Regions from separate parts of the Mus musculus genome. Here region 2 is linked to region 1. The links are chromatin contacts, called in public Micro-C maps. All regions are on one chromosome and are shown on one strand. Each heading gives the region's core, a stretch centred on a gene start, on an enhancer-like site or on the middle of the called end of the contact. The rest is flanking DNA. Distances are from core to core; before and after follow the strand shown.

What was found. Hi-C and Micro-C count contacts between places; a contact is called where the count stands out from the background.
Region 2: a contact with region 1 is called in a Micro-C map of muscle stem cells, with 3 times the contacts expected there. The contact joins the promoter of Galnt17 here to the enhancer-like site in region 1. A contact is called at or near these places in 4 of 39 promoter capture datasets (hematopoietic stem and progenitor cells, hippocampal neurons, second pharyngeal arch cranial neural crest and 1 more), 6 of 484 Hi-C or Micro-C datasets (adipose-derived mesenchymal stem cells, cerebellum, cerebral cortex and 2 more), 5 of 115 datasets of contacts at active chromatin or transcription factors (embryonic forebrain, embryonic stem cells, forebrain and 2 more) and 2 of 9 other capture datasets (adipose tissue and liver).

The regions. Positions count from the first base shown.
Region 1 is chr5:131,087,106-131,094,313 of GRCm38.p6, reverse strand. All of the region lies in intron 3 of Galnt17 (polypeptide N-acetylgalactosaminyltransferase 17), which reads left to right. Gm40338 (a long non-coding RNA gene) reads right to left here. Exons shown (of 3, transcript XR_868570.1): 3 at 5,507-6,312. Among named protein-coding and RNA genes, the nearest start is that of Gm40338, 6.0 kb to the right of the region's middle. Within about 2 kb of position 4,248, at least 20 of the 459 cell types and tissues checked have an H3K27ac peak or open chromatin away from gene starts, as enhancers often do. A contact at or near this core is called in cerebral cortex, muscle stem cells and nephron progenitors, where this site is marked.
Region 2 is chr5:131,302,796-131,310,003 of GRCm38.p6, reverse strand. Galnt17 (polypeptide N-acetylgalactosaminyltransferase 17) reads left to right here and starts at 2,482. Exons shown (of 11, transcript NM_145218.3): 1 at 2,482-3,641. The coding sequence starts at 3,404.

The sequences.
Region 1 (7,208 bases), core at 2,999-5,498:
TAGATTATGAAAGGGGGTCTAATCTCACTGAATAGTGTATTCTGGAGCTTTTCCTGATTAGCTGACATTTTTACTCAGCTTCGTTAGCAATTTGGCGATATAAATATTTCATTAGTGATAGATCCAAGCCGAGTACTTGGGATGTTTAAAACATAGTGATTATCAGGGTAGGGACTCTGTCTTGCTGAAGCCAGCTTCACCAGGCTTATTATCCTTTTGACTGTTCCTTGACCTGGATGCCCTTCACAACCACTCAAGGGGGCTACCTCTCTGTCTATATATTTTGTAAAGAAGTTATTTTATTCTGTAGTTATATATGTCTCTCTCTCTCTCTCTCTCTCTCTCTCTCTCTCTCTCTCTCTCTCTCTCTCGTGTGTGTCATGTGGATTCTGGGAGGCAAGCCTGGGTCCTCTATAAGAACAGTATCTGATCTTAGTGGCTGAGCCCTCTATCCAGCCTTGCACACCCCCCTTTTAATATGAGTTCTGGGGAATCAAAGTCACTTATTCATGCTATTAGAGTAAGTACTTTAGCCACTAAGCCATCTCCCTCACCCCCAACTCCCAATTTTAAAGAGAATATTTAGACATTTTTGTTGTTGTTGTTGTTGTTATTGGTTTATCATGGAGGGAAAAGTACGGTGGTTGTAGGGGCTTTTAGCTGAGGTGATACATGCAGTGGCCAACAGAGAGTGTGTCAAGTGGTACAAACTTGAGGTGGCTCACTCAGATCCAGATGGAACAGGAATCAGAGAGAGAGAGAGAGAGAGAGAGAGAGAGAGAGCAGAACGCCAACCCTTAGTGGGCTTGCTCTTTTTGTTTTGTTTTGTTTCATGCAGCCCATGCATTGCCAATGACTTTTCCTGGTTAGACTCAACACACACACACACACACACACACACACGCACACGCACACGCACACTCGCACACACACACACACACACACACACACACACACACACACACACACACACCTCTATTCTCTCCACAGTGAGAATGTATGATGGACCAAGGTCCAACTGGTAAACCAGTGAGGGTTTTTTTTTTTTTTTTTCATGTTACTAACAGGAGTTTGGGTTAGTGGTAACTTAGAGAAGCAGACTCAAGGGCAGTTGTATTGCTAATAATCACTAATATCACACCAAGAGGGATGATGTTGAAGGCTAAAGCCTTGGAGCTCTCTTGTATGACTTGCTGGCAGCTCAATGGGTCTGAAAATCCCCTCCAGACAGCCCAGGTAATCCATCACCCCTCCTACCACTTTTTCCTGCATCTTTAACCTTGACAGGAAGAGTCTGGTGAGTCTTGTCCTTTTCAACATTCCAGACATGTGAAGTCTCTTTAGTTCCTGAGTCTCAAGGCCCCCACCTCCTTCCTGGGGGGAAATGGCTACACAACAGTGGCAGAGTACCATAGTCATTAAAGATGGGTTTCCCCCCCCCCCCCCCCATCTAACCACCTCTGGAATCTCTTTTACAGACATACCCAAAGATGTGCCTCAGTAACCCTTAATCTAATCAAGGAGACTGTAAAGATTAGCTAGTCATTGGTCTTGGTTCAGCTGCATTTTATATATTTAGTGGGCTGGTTATTTTAGGCATAAAGATCTTTTCATGCACACCTGGGAATCTTGGAATTTTAAGTCTATTTTTTGGAGCTGATTTGCACATACATAAAATATGAAACTATCTCAGGAAAAAAAATGATGCTTGAGAAATGTAAAGTGTCCTGATGAATATCTGTGATAAAACCTTATCTTCTGAGATGAATGTGATTGAACCCCAGTGAACTGGGAGCCCTCACTGTGGGTGCAGCCAAAGGCTGGTCCTGGGATGATCCTGGGGTACTCACAAGATGCAAGGACTGGGTGCTTCCCCGAGAGGGGTGCGGCAGTCCATTCATCCAGTCTGAATGACTGAGAATCATAGCTGAGAATGATCCCAAACTCCTGATCTTTCTGGCTCCGCCACTATAGCTCTAAGGTTACAAATGTGGACCATAATCAACAGTTTCCACTGGAAGGTCCTTCTGGGAGAAGGAATCTTATCTAAGTGTCCTATTTGATCCTTCCAGCTTTTGGTGACTCAGAAGAGAGTACAGAAGACCAGCCAGGAACAAAGATCAACCATGGAGAAATTGATTGGTAGTGTCCTATTTATTTAGCTTTAATGGCCAACTTAACATGGTCTAGAATCAACTGAGAAGGGAATCTTACTTAAGGAATTTCCAGGTCAAATCTGGGGTAGGCATGTTGTGGGGAGGAACATTCTCTTGATTTTCATTGATATAGAAGATCAAGCCCACTGTGGGCAGCACCATTCCCTAGGTAGGTAGTTCTGGACTGTATGATGTTGAGGTTTTGTCTGTTGCTACGTATTGTAATGCTAAATTCTATACTTAGAGGTCTAGGCCTACAAGTGAATTCTCACATTTGCCTGGCTTTATTGGGTGAACCTTGTTCCTTAATTTAAAACTGATGAGGTTTGGTCTGTTGCTATGTATTGTAATTAGAAATACTGGGCCTGGTTGCCCCAGGGAAGATGAGGTCCACATGTACACCTAGTGATGCTTTGTAACCTTGTCCTTCAAGTTACCCCTGATTGGTGAATAAAGATGCCTCCAGCCTAGAGCTGGGCAGAAGAGAGATAGGTAGAGTTTTAGTTCCCAGGCTTGGGGTCTGAGGCAGGAGATCACAGGGGAAGAGGAGATGGTAGAGAGAGGAGAAGATGCCATAGGGTTAGTATATCAAGAAAATATGGCCACAAGGGCTTGCCTATTGGAATAAGAGTGTCCCAGATAAAACATGTCAAATTATAACTCAGGGTTATTGATAGGGAAGTAGATACTAATAGCTTAGAGGGTTTATATGTGCCCAGTTCTAGTGCTTGAAAGGTGTCTATTTTATATCTTTTATCTTGGAACCAAGTGATGTAAGGAGGGATTGAAACCTCTGATTGATATTAAATATTTACCAACAGTATAAATAAGCTAGATGAGCAGGAGCCTGTCAGAGATTCAGCAAGGAGCATCTCTGATAATTCCTACTGTACTTCCTTGTCTGTGCGTGAGTTCCCTGGTCAGAGGAATTGTAAGCAGTCCTGCCTTCAGGTCTCTGTTTGAGCTCTTGCACTGCCTTGCCTCAGTGATGGTTTGAACTGAAAGTGTAAGTCAAATGAACTCTTCTCTCCCCTAAGTTGCTTTGGTCAGAGCGATTGATCATAGGAACAGAATGGAACAAGCATAGACTGGAGCACATACACACAATTTTAAGGTAATAAATTTTTTTTTTTTTTGGAATATGTTTTTGGAAGAGACCAAAGGGCTGGCAAGACGGTGAGCAAGTAAAGATACTGGCTGCACTAGCACGATGACCAGAGTTCAGTCCCCAGAACTCACACGAGGATGGAACAAGAGATCAAGTCCACAAAGCTGTCCTCTGACCTCTACACCGTGCCACAACACATACACATACATCTCTCCCTGTCCACAGTAATGATACATAAAGCGTTTTCAAAGTATTTTTTTAAATGAGCAAGGCTAGAAGACACAAGAGGTCATGTATTGTGTGAGTCTAACTTTCTGACTTATCCAGAATAAGCAAATTCAGAGAGACAGAAATAGTTATCAGTGGTCAGCAAGGGCTGGGGCAGCTGGTAAATGAAAGCAAGTCTTTAGAGCAGTGGTTCTCACCCTTCCTCATGCCGAGACACCTCAACACAGTTCCTCATGCTGTGGTGACCTCCAACAATGAAATTATTTTCATTGCTACTTCATTTTCATAAGTTTTCATTATTACTTCATTTAAAATTATGCTCATTTGCTACTGTTAGGAATCATCACATATATATCTGATGTTTTCAGTGGTCTTAGGTGACCCCTGTGAAATAGCCATTTGACAACACCCCCCCCCCCCCCATAGAAGAGTCATGACCCATAGGTTGAGAAAGGCTGTAGGGGTTTTAGGATTCATGATCAGGGTGATGATACAGTCCTAGGACTCCACAGGTGCTACCTGAACATTTCCAGATGTTGCACATGGTAACTTTTCTATTATGTGTGCTTCTGGGACTTTCCGTGTTGGCATAATTCTCCTCTGGGCTGCTGGCAAACTGCGCCGAGTCTGACTGTATTACACCAGCTTCAAGACAAGCCAGGGAACTTGCATTTTCACTGGCTCCTGGGTGACTCGGACTCTGAGGATGCCTGGCTTGAAGGCAGGCACTGTTGTTCTGTTTTCTAATTGGAACACGCCATATGTGCTGTTCACTCCTCCCCAGCTGCCTCAACCCACACATTCCTAGGGAGCAGCAGGTCCCTTAACTCAGCAGCTGTGGGCAGAGAGTGGCGTCGGTAATCAGAGTAGCATTGGTGGGGGGGTGAGAGGGGGGCTGATGACGGCAGCAACAATAAAGACCTGGTTTGGGCATTATAATTGTCACTCACCCCTCACCTCCTGCATTTTTGCCTTCTACAGTTTTGGTTACCTGTAGTCAATCATAATGCAGTCTCCTCCTTCTCCTTCTCCTTCTCCTTCTCCTTCTCCTTCTCCTTCTCCTTCTCCTTCTCCTTCTCCTTCTCCTTCTCCTTCTCCTTCTCCATCATCATCATCATCATTGTCATCATCAATTACAATGCAAAATAATAATAATAATAACATATCTAAATGAAAAGTTCAAAAACAAATACTTTGTAGGTTTTAAAGATTTTTGTTTAATTGTTATGTGCCCTTATAGTCACATAGACACAGACAAGTGCAGGTGGGCGCACACACACGTCACTTCTCAGGCTATACTTCAGGCCTGCCAGTGACTGCAATGCAAGTGCATTCTAGAACACTCTCAAGCTCAGATCAGTTCTTCTTGTGCCCACATTTTGAGAGAGCAGGGTCTGATTATTCTCAGCCCAGAGCCCTAACGACGTGTGAGGGTGGAGGGGTGTGGTGATCCACTGTGTGGATCCATGAAACTCCATCCAGCCCCTGACCCAGTGGCCATCTCCCAAGCCCCTGAGCATGTGGACCAGAGCTTCTTGCATTGATTTTGGAAGTAGGTTGAGGTGAGTCTCCTGGGTTAGTCCTTGATTCTAACCAGGGCTCTGAGACAAGGGAATACCCGCGGCGCACTCTGTAACACTGTGGAGGGTGAGTAGCCTGGATAGAATTCTGTACTAACATCCTTCTCCACTAGTTTGTACTATCCAATCCCGTCTCACTTCCCGTTCACGCTCCCGGAGCCTGGATGACAGCTGTGGCTTTTATTGTTAAGGAGCCGATGATCCTCCCTTGCTATTCCCTTCTGATCATGGGCGGCATTTCCCCCTCCCCAACTCCCCCAAATACTGTTTATCAAAACCTTCAGCCACACGACGATTCCCAGATGGCACCTGGCCAATTTAGTATTGAATTTCCTCTAGTCCTGGAAGGTAAACATTTATCTCTGCAGAAATGGGTTTTTGTTTTCTTCCTTAGTTTGTTTGAGGAGAGAGAGAGAGAAAAAAAAATACTTACATAAAGTGTTAAGAATAACTTTATTTTTTTTTTCTCCCAGCATTAGGGATTGAACCAAGGCCCTGGATATGCACTGCCACTGAGCAACACCCTCAGCTCTTTCTATTCATATGCACATGTGTGCGTGTGTATTGTCCGCACGCACATGCACACATGTGCTCCCATGGGGGCCTGAGTAGAGAGGCCAGGAGTTGATGCTCAGTATCTTCTTTAATCATCTTCCACCTTAATCCTTAGAAACAGGATCCGTCATTAAACCTGGAGCTAGGCTGGCAGTCACAAAGCCTCAGGGACCTTCCTGTCTACATCCTCCCCCACCTAGCATTGGGATTACAGGTTCATGTCACCGAGCCTAGCTTTTAATGGGTGCTGGGGATCCAATCTTGAGTCGTCAAGCTTGTATAGCAAGTGATTTACCATGCGCCATCTCCACAACCCCATTTCTTTCTCAGATGCTTTTTTTTCCCAAACGAATAGTGTTTAATCCATTGCCACTGGCAGGACTTCCAATTGGCCACCATATTAACTGTGTTCTGGTAGGCTTATCAGTCTTTGCACAGGTGAAAGACTTCCCCAGCCCGGTGGTGTTATATTTTTCTGTGCAAATGTGTGCTGCAGTGGTGAGTGTTCGTCCCCTTACTCTCTGCCTAACTTTTATACCATCTCCCTTAATACTTCTGTTCCAAATAGTTTCTTTGTATGGCTAGCTGAAGCACTTTCATCTGTGCCCATTATTTGTCACCTCTGACATGGCTTCCTCAGGCTATCTGCACAGCTCTGCAATTCTCATTCAGATTTCTTAAAACCCTGTGGAGGAAAAGAAGAGAAATAAGATTAATTGTGAGAGGCCGAGGGATGGCTCACAGGTAAAGGAGCTTGCCAGAAACCTTGACAACATGAGCCATATGGTAGAAGGAGAGAATGAACGCCTGCCTGAAAGTTGCCCTTTGTCTTCTACACACACCCTGGGTATGTAGATCACATCCTGGGGTAGTGTCTTAGGTGTGAACAGACACCGTGACTAAGGCAACTCTTACAAGGACAACTTTTAATTGGGGCTGGCTTTTAGATTCAGAGGTTTAGTTCATTACCGAGGCAGGAGCATGACAGCGTCCAGGCAGGCATGGTGCAGGAGGAGCTGAGAGTTCTGCATCTTCATCTGAAGGCTGCCAGGAGAAGACTGACTCCCACATGGTCAGGAGGAAGGTCTTATTACCCACCTACACAGTGACACACTTCCTCTAACAAGGCCACACTTACTCCAACAAGCCATGCCTCCTAATAGTGCCACTCCCAGGGCCAAGCATATTCAAACTACTACAGATGTGGAAGGGCTAGCATTTGAACAGGTGAGATGGGGGTTCAGTGTGGAAGGACCATGTAGAGACCTCTTTTCCCTCCCACCATGCCAGCCCTTGACCAACAGGAGCTTCCAAATCTCATCTTTTCTCACTTCTTGTTCATCAATACACTATCCTGTCTTCTTCCAGGTGCCACGTGGCTATATCTTTAAAGAACCAAACCCATGATGCAGAGAGGCCAGCCCCTACACATGCAGAAACCAAATGCCTTTCAATGGGCAAAAGCTGTCAAGTATCCTTAAGATTCGAAGAACCCTCACAGCATCTGCTAAAGGACTGTTAGCACTCTCTACAGCAAAGGCACATAAAAGAGCTGTGTACAGTGGTGCATTCCTCTAACTC
Region 2 (7,208 bases), core at 1,233-3,732, 220 kb before region 1:
GGGGGTAGGGGACGATGACTCACAGATATGGGATTGAGCAAGGATATCACATCTTCCACCTTTTCAGCCCCCCTCTTCTGTGCTACTGATGCTGCCCGGTCTGGGTCTTCATGAACAGCTGTGGAGACCTAGCCTCATCCAGTCCCTGATGCTCTGAATGACACAGAACCAGGGATGCCCTCCTACCCAACTTCCTTCCGACCTCACAGATGTTTGAAAGTGCTTCTTCCATGCTTTTTGAGACAGCTTTTTATCAAGCCATATTTTTGTACTCAGTTCGCTGTAGATTATAAAAAATTCAATCCCTAAGGATCCTGAGTAGGCTCCAAAGAAATAAAAAAATAAAAGAGCAGGCCAATGAGATGGCTCAAGGAAGTAAAGGGGCTTGCTGCCAAGCCTGACTTCTTGAGTTCAATCCCTGAGACTCACATAGTGGCTGGAGAGAACTGACTCCTGCAAATTGTCTTCTGACCTCTACACATGGGCTGTGGCACAAATACACACGTCTCTACACATACACAACTAAGTTTTGTGTTTGTTTTTAAAGGAAGAAAGTAGGACTAGAGAAACATCTTACTTACTGTTCCATCATGAGAAGTTGTAGTGGGAATTTTGGTTTCTTTAAAAACACAGAAACATAAGAATGTTTTCATTTTAATCCCAGGTGTGGGATATGAGGCTGCCTCAGATTGTCCATAGCAGTTGACTGTGATTTGTCTCGTGTTCTAGCAGGGGCGTGGTTTTGACAGCTGCAGGTAGTTTTTGTGACTGTATGATGTTTGGAATTCTGGGGACTTTTCCTGTGTCACTCAGACCTCTGAGTAGCAGACTTGACACCCACACCACCAAGCCTGGCTCTCCATGTCCTTTTTTTTTTTTTTTTTTTTTAGTGAAAAACTGTAAAGGTGCTTGCTGTTAATTGTGTAAAACACCAAGGACAACAAAGGAAAACGAACTCCCTCCCCCCCCCCCAAGCCCCCAAACAACAATACCTTTATTGAAATGAGGGCCAGGCTTGGTGGCTAGGACTGCAATCCTAGTATTTGGGAGGTGAAGTTAAGAGATCAGGAATCATCAGTTAGGGGCTAACTAGCCTAGGCTAACTGAGATGGCATAAACAAAGGAACACTAAAATCTCCATCAAGGTCCAAACAAACAAAAGCAAACAAGAAAACACTTCGTTCCCTTTTAAAAGAAACCCAACCAATCTAACCTGGAACTTACTTTATAGACAAGGATGCTTGTGAGTCTCTGATCTTCCTGCCTCTACCTTCCAAGTGCTGGGATTATAGGCTTGCCACCAGCAAGCCTGGCTGTGAAGAGCTGGAGGTGGGGGGTGGGGTGGGAATATCCAGTTGAGGTCTAGGCAAGCACTCAACTTCAGCTCAACAGCTTAACTACATCCCATCTCCAAACCCCCAAACCCGAACATGCCCCCTGAACCGCCCCCCTTCCATGCTCCAACCAAAAGCTTAAATCTAAGTCAACCAAACAAAACTAACCAATGAACAACAGCAACAAACTTTAATCGGATGGGAAGAATGAAGTGGGAGTCCCTGAATTCACTCAGCTGATTCTTATCTGCTGGCAGTCTGGTTTCTTTCTCTGGCCTAAGCAATTAAAAAAAAAAAAAAATTAGAGGGCAGGTTTGGATTCCAGTCTTTGGAACTCCTGGGTCTCAGGAAAAGAAGTAGGTTGTGGAGACCCATCAGGGCCATAAATCCAAGTGCATGGCACCAAAATAAGAGTTTACAGAGTAGGGGCAAGCACAGAAGCACCAACTAAGATGGTCAGAACTCTCCCAGGGCTCAAGCAAGAAGGACACAGGGCCTTGCTCTGAAAGTAGCGGAATCCGAGTCTCCAGGCCAGATTTTCCCTCTAGCCATTCCGGGCCAAGCTAAGCAGAGCAGCTAAGCCAAGAGAAAGGGATGTCTTCCTCGTCTGCCGGGATGGAACAAACCCGGCTGCTTAGAGAGCGCTGAGAACCCCAAGGGTCCCTCACAGCCCTTAGCAGCCAACAGGACATGACTGCTCTTGGTCCGGCGCGCTCCCCGCTCTCTCCAGACACCCCCACCCTTTCCGGGTGCGCGCGCAAGAGTGGGCCAGCTTCCCCTAGCTGTGCGCTCCGCAGCCTGCGGGTGGCAGCGGCGTTGGCGACTGGCTCTCAGGGAAGAGGGTGACCAAGGGACCGCGAAGGAGGAGTCGGCGCCGCAGCCGCTCCCCTCGGGACCGCGCCCCGCCTTCCGTCGCCACCTGAGCATCCCCTCTTGGCTCCCAGCTGCTCCAATCTATCCCACCATTCCCTCTAGGGGACCGTGTGTACTCTTAGTGCCGCAGCCGCGGTGTCATTGCATCCGGTGATCGGGACACTCGGATCTTGGTTCCCTTGGGGGCTTGGGACGAGCTGCACGGGCCGTGGTGACAGGCTGCGGGGGCGCCAGCGCGCATCCCTCCCCCGCGACATTTAGAAAGGCGTGTAGACAACTGGTGTGACTTTGGAGGTCCGACTCCTCCTTCCGGCCAGCCTCGCAACGCGCCACCTCCCGAGACAAGCCAGTGTGTCCGGCAGGCCCCGGAGGCTCGTGTAGGGACTTGGAACGTGTCCGGGAACCCGTGGCGCTGTGCGCACTGGTGAGTTTTGCGGGCGGGGTGGGGGCGGAGAGGACGTCGCGCTGGGTCCCTGCTCCCGCCCCTTTCCTGCTGTCCCCCCCTCCACTTTGAGAGAGTCATTGAGATTTGAGCGTGACTGCGGAGCCTGGAGGATGCAGGCACGGGGCGCGGGGTTTTCCTCTTCTCAGAGTGATGGAGAGAGCCGGTGAGCTGAACAAAGACACCCGCCCTGAGGAGCGGGTCCTTTGCTGAAGAACTCTATTTTCGCCCTGCGACGGCCGCCTGCGGGCGAGAGTGTCGGCCGCGCAACTCCAGGAGTGGCGCGCTCTTCCGCCGGCGGGCGCAGAGCTGGAGCCCGGCACCTGCGCGCCACTCCCGCCACATCCCCAGAGCATTCCGACTACCAAAGGATTGTTCCTGAAGGTCTACGTCTGCGGAGGAGGTCCAAAGTCTAAAGGCAACCTGTTTGCTGTTCTACAGGGAGAGACCCTGGGACCTTTATCTTTTGCTGTCTTGTAGAAGGGACTGCGTGCTGTGGACGGAGCAGGCATTTCAGAGACACTTTTGCAAGCCAGGGGCTTCCATGTGAGAGATCAGCCGCGTCCTTCCAGTGGTTACTGGCGCCAGAGAATCGGCGTTTTGTGGTCAACAGCAGCTGGGACCCCCAGCCCTTTGCCCCCTCCCTCGGCCATTGTTCGGTGTGTGGGGTCTACTCCGTCTCAGGCTGCCCTGCGCCTCGCAGGTGAGGCTGGTAGAGGCGTGGGTCCAGGGAAAGGACCGGCCGTGTTGTTTGATGGCTTCACTGAGGAGAGTCAAAGTGTTGTTGGTGTTGAACTTGATCGCGGTGGCCGGCTTCGTGATCTTTTTGGCTAAGTGTCGGCCTATCGCGGTGCGCAGCGGAGACGCCTTCCACGAGATCCGGCCTCGCGCAGAGGTGGCCAACCTCAGCGCGCACAGCGCCAGCCCCATCCAGGATGCGGTCCTGAAGCGCTTGTCGCTGCTGGAGGACATCGTCTACAGGCAGCTTAATGGTAAGGACGTGCCCTGCCGCCTGTGGGTCGTGGTGCAAGCAGGGCACAGGGTGATCTCCCTGGCTCTCTGTATCCTAAGCTGACATCTGAACCAGCCCGATCTCTCTCTTCCATCCCTGCCCTGTGCCTGGGACTATTGTAGAAACCACCACCGGATTCTTTTTCATGATATACTGCAGCTGGAAGTTTGGTCTTCCTCTAGAAACCTGCCACTACAGTCGACTCTTGGTCTCTGCTCGTGACTCCAGCTTAGAACATACTGCAGACTGGGAACCTCTAGAAAGGAAATAGCTGTCAGTTCATGGTGTTTGATGGAGGAGCTGGTAGGGAAGTGGGTGTCATGGCTTGCAAAGTGAGGGCTCGAGTAAATACATTATTCCTTTAGGTTGATTGCATCACTAAGAATGCAGACTCTTTCCTCCCCACTGCCTGGGTGCAAGGTGGTCTATTAACAACCAGTCTACTCCCGAACCTCGTGGCAATCGAGGGTCAAGTTCTTAGTGGGTCTGGGAAGCAGGGGTTTGTTCACAAAGTTAAGCCAAACAAGGAGGCTTGGCATTCAGGTTTGTAGCTTTTTCCAGAACTTGTCTCACCTAAACTATTCTAAATGAGTTGCCATAGAAGAGCGTGTGTGTGTGTGTGTGTGTGTGTGTGTGTGTGTGTGTGTGTGTGTGTGTGTGTTGATATATTGCTTCCACCTGGCTCAAGAGACTGATGGTTCCTGGATGCTTGCTGTCTTCACAGTGTCACGTAGTCTAATATAAAGAAGACATAGTGATTACTGAAGTCTGGCTTTCTGTTCCCAACCTCCTGCATGTTACCAGGGCCTGGAGCTGCCAGCTGTTGTCACGACTGCTAATAAGTCAGTCGTTGCTGTGTGCTAGAGGAGCATTACAAGAGCCACGCGTGCATGGTGGGACATAACCATTAGTCCTTGGAGGTTCTGGCCCCTCCCCCACAGGAGAACAGAACAAACCAAACTCAGGGAAGTTAACCCAGTACCTAAGTCCTGATTGGTGTTAGTAAGTAGTAGTTTGGACTCTGGTTGACCACAGAGCCCATGTTCTTGGTTATAAGGCATAAATTTCTTTTCATGTGTCTGGATGCAGGGGTGTGTGTGTGTGTGTGTGTGTGTATGCACTTGGAGGCTGGGGTCAACCTTGAATGTCACTCCTCAGGTACATTTACCTTGGATTTTTTTGAGACAGGGTCTCTCTCTGATCTGGCACTCACTCACAGAATGAGTGAGGCGGGCTGACCAGCAACCCCAGGAATCCAGCTCTGGGACTACACATACATGCTACTGTACCCAGTTTTTATTTATTTATTTATTTATTTTATGAGTTTTAGGGACCAAACTCAGAGGTCCTCTGGCTTGCCTGGCAAGTATTTTACCAACCAAACCAATTTCCTAGCCCCAAGACACAAATTTCTATCTACCTAATTTTAATTTAAAAGTAAGTGCGTGTGTGTGTGTGTGTGTGTGTGTGTGTGTATAGCATTGCATTGTATTGCATTGTATTGTATTGTATTTGGGGAAGCTGCACACATACCACAGACCACATATGGAGACCAGAGGACAATTTATTATACTCAGCTCTTTCCTCTACCATGTGATCCTGAAGATGGATCTTACCTCCTTAGACTTCTCGGTCTTTACCCACTAGGCTACCCCACTAGCCACAAACTCTGACGTTAAAAGTATATACGATTTAAAAAAATTATTTTTGATAAATGAACTGTATAGATCTGTAGGTACAACCGTAACCCGTGTAAACTTGACCAGCCTCGTGACAGGTGGCCGAGGACTGAGGAAGACAGCTTTGTTCTTGCCCTTTGATGATCCCTTCTGGGTAATTCCAGGAGAGGGGGTGCAACCAGCCTCCTGCATTCACGAAAAGATGTCCCAGTCCTCTTAGCAGCATACTCTAAGTATCCAGTTGGTTTTGACGCACTTTCTAGCATTCACAGTTGTACCTCTCACCAGTAATGAGGCCAGGCCATCAGGGCAGCCCACCAAGGCTGTGTTTGAAGCTCTTCTCCAAAACCCCTCAAGACAAAACGGACCGAACCTGAGCAATTAAAAATCAACGGACTCAGCACCGTGGAGGTGGAGCAGGGGAATCAGGCATGTAAGGCCAGCCTGGCTCACCCACATTAGGGAAGTGGGAGTTGTTTTTCTGAATTGATACCTGCAGAAACACATTCATGAGATACCCCCTCCCCACCCCAAGTAGTCAGAGCTTGCTCACTCTCGAGCTACATGCAGGGACACAGGTCACTGATGCAGGGACACAGGTCATTGTAGCAATCATTTCCATTAGGGACATGAAATATGTTATGGCCACACCTCTTAATGGGAATCCTAATTCTATGTAGTTCTATTTGTTATTTATTTATTGTGGTCTGGATGCGTATGTACACATACACGTGGAAGCTGGGGGTCAGTGTCTGGCGTCTTCTTCAATCATTTCTCCACCCCTCCCTCCTTTTTGAAACATTGTCTCTCACTCAGCCTGGAGTCTGCCATTTTGGCTAGACTGGCTGGGCCCTCCAGCACTAGGATCAAAGGCAAAGACTAACAAACAAGTCCTTTACCCAATGAGCCATTTTCTCAGATCCCTGTGTGGTGTTTTTTTTAGGGGTAGCAGATGCGCATGACCCCCTTAGTGTTTGCACTAACCCTGCAAGGCACTTGTTCTTATTTGTTCTTTGAGACTTGATGGCAATTACCCAGTGACTTTGGGGGCTTTAAAATGACTCTGGACCTTGTTACTTTAGGGTGGAGGCTCTTGGCTGCTGTGCCCACTCACCTGCCTGGACATTACTATCAAAATGACTTGCATTGCCTATACAGATGCAGAACTCATGGCTCCATGTCCCAGGGGCTCTTTTGCAATAGGCAGAGAGTAGGGTCTGAGACTTTGCCTCTAATGAACTCCCCACTCTCCATCTGAGATGCCTCTGCCTATACCAGACCTAGTAAGGACAGAAAACACACTCAAATGACAAAGCCAGCAGGATGGGTGGGACTTATAAGAAGCCAAGATTTGCTCCCAAGGGGCTCTGGGTCTTGGATTCTTTTTCTTAGCTTTCTGCTTTGTAGAGAGCATCCATGCTAGGGAGCTGTGGATGTTGTTCACTTGGATGAGCCCTTGCCTAGCTTGCATGGGCCCTCGAGTTTCATTCGGAGCACCACATAAACCAGGAGTGGTGGCACAAACTTCCCAGCTCAGCCTTAGGGAGCAGAAAGGAAGATTAAGACTTCAAGATAACAGCTAGCTATCTATGAAGCTCAAGGCCAGCCTGGGCTACATGATACCTTGCCTCAAAATGAAGGAAAAGTGGAAGGGAGGGAGAAAAAGAGGGAGGGAGGGAGGGAGGGAGGGAGGGAGGGAGGGAGGGAGGGAGGTAGGTAAAAAATGAGTTGACTGGTTGAGTGGGGAGTTAGGAGAAGGAAGGCTCAAAGCTGGCTTAGTGAAGTCCGGTTGAGAGCTTTCTTGGGCAAGCTATGACTTCCAACCGGGACTTGGCAGAATTTGTCTTTCTGAGCATTGAAGGTTATTT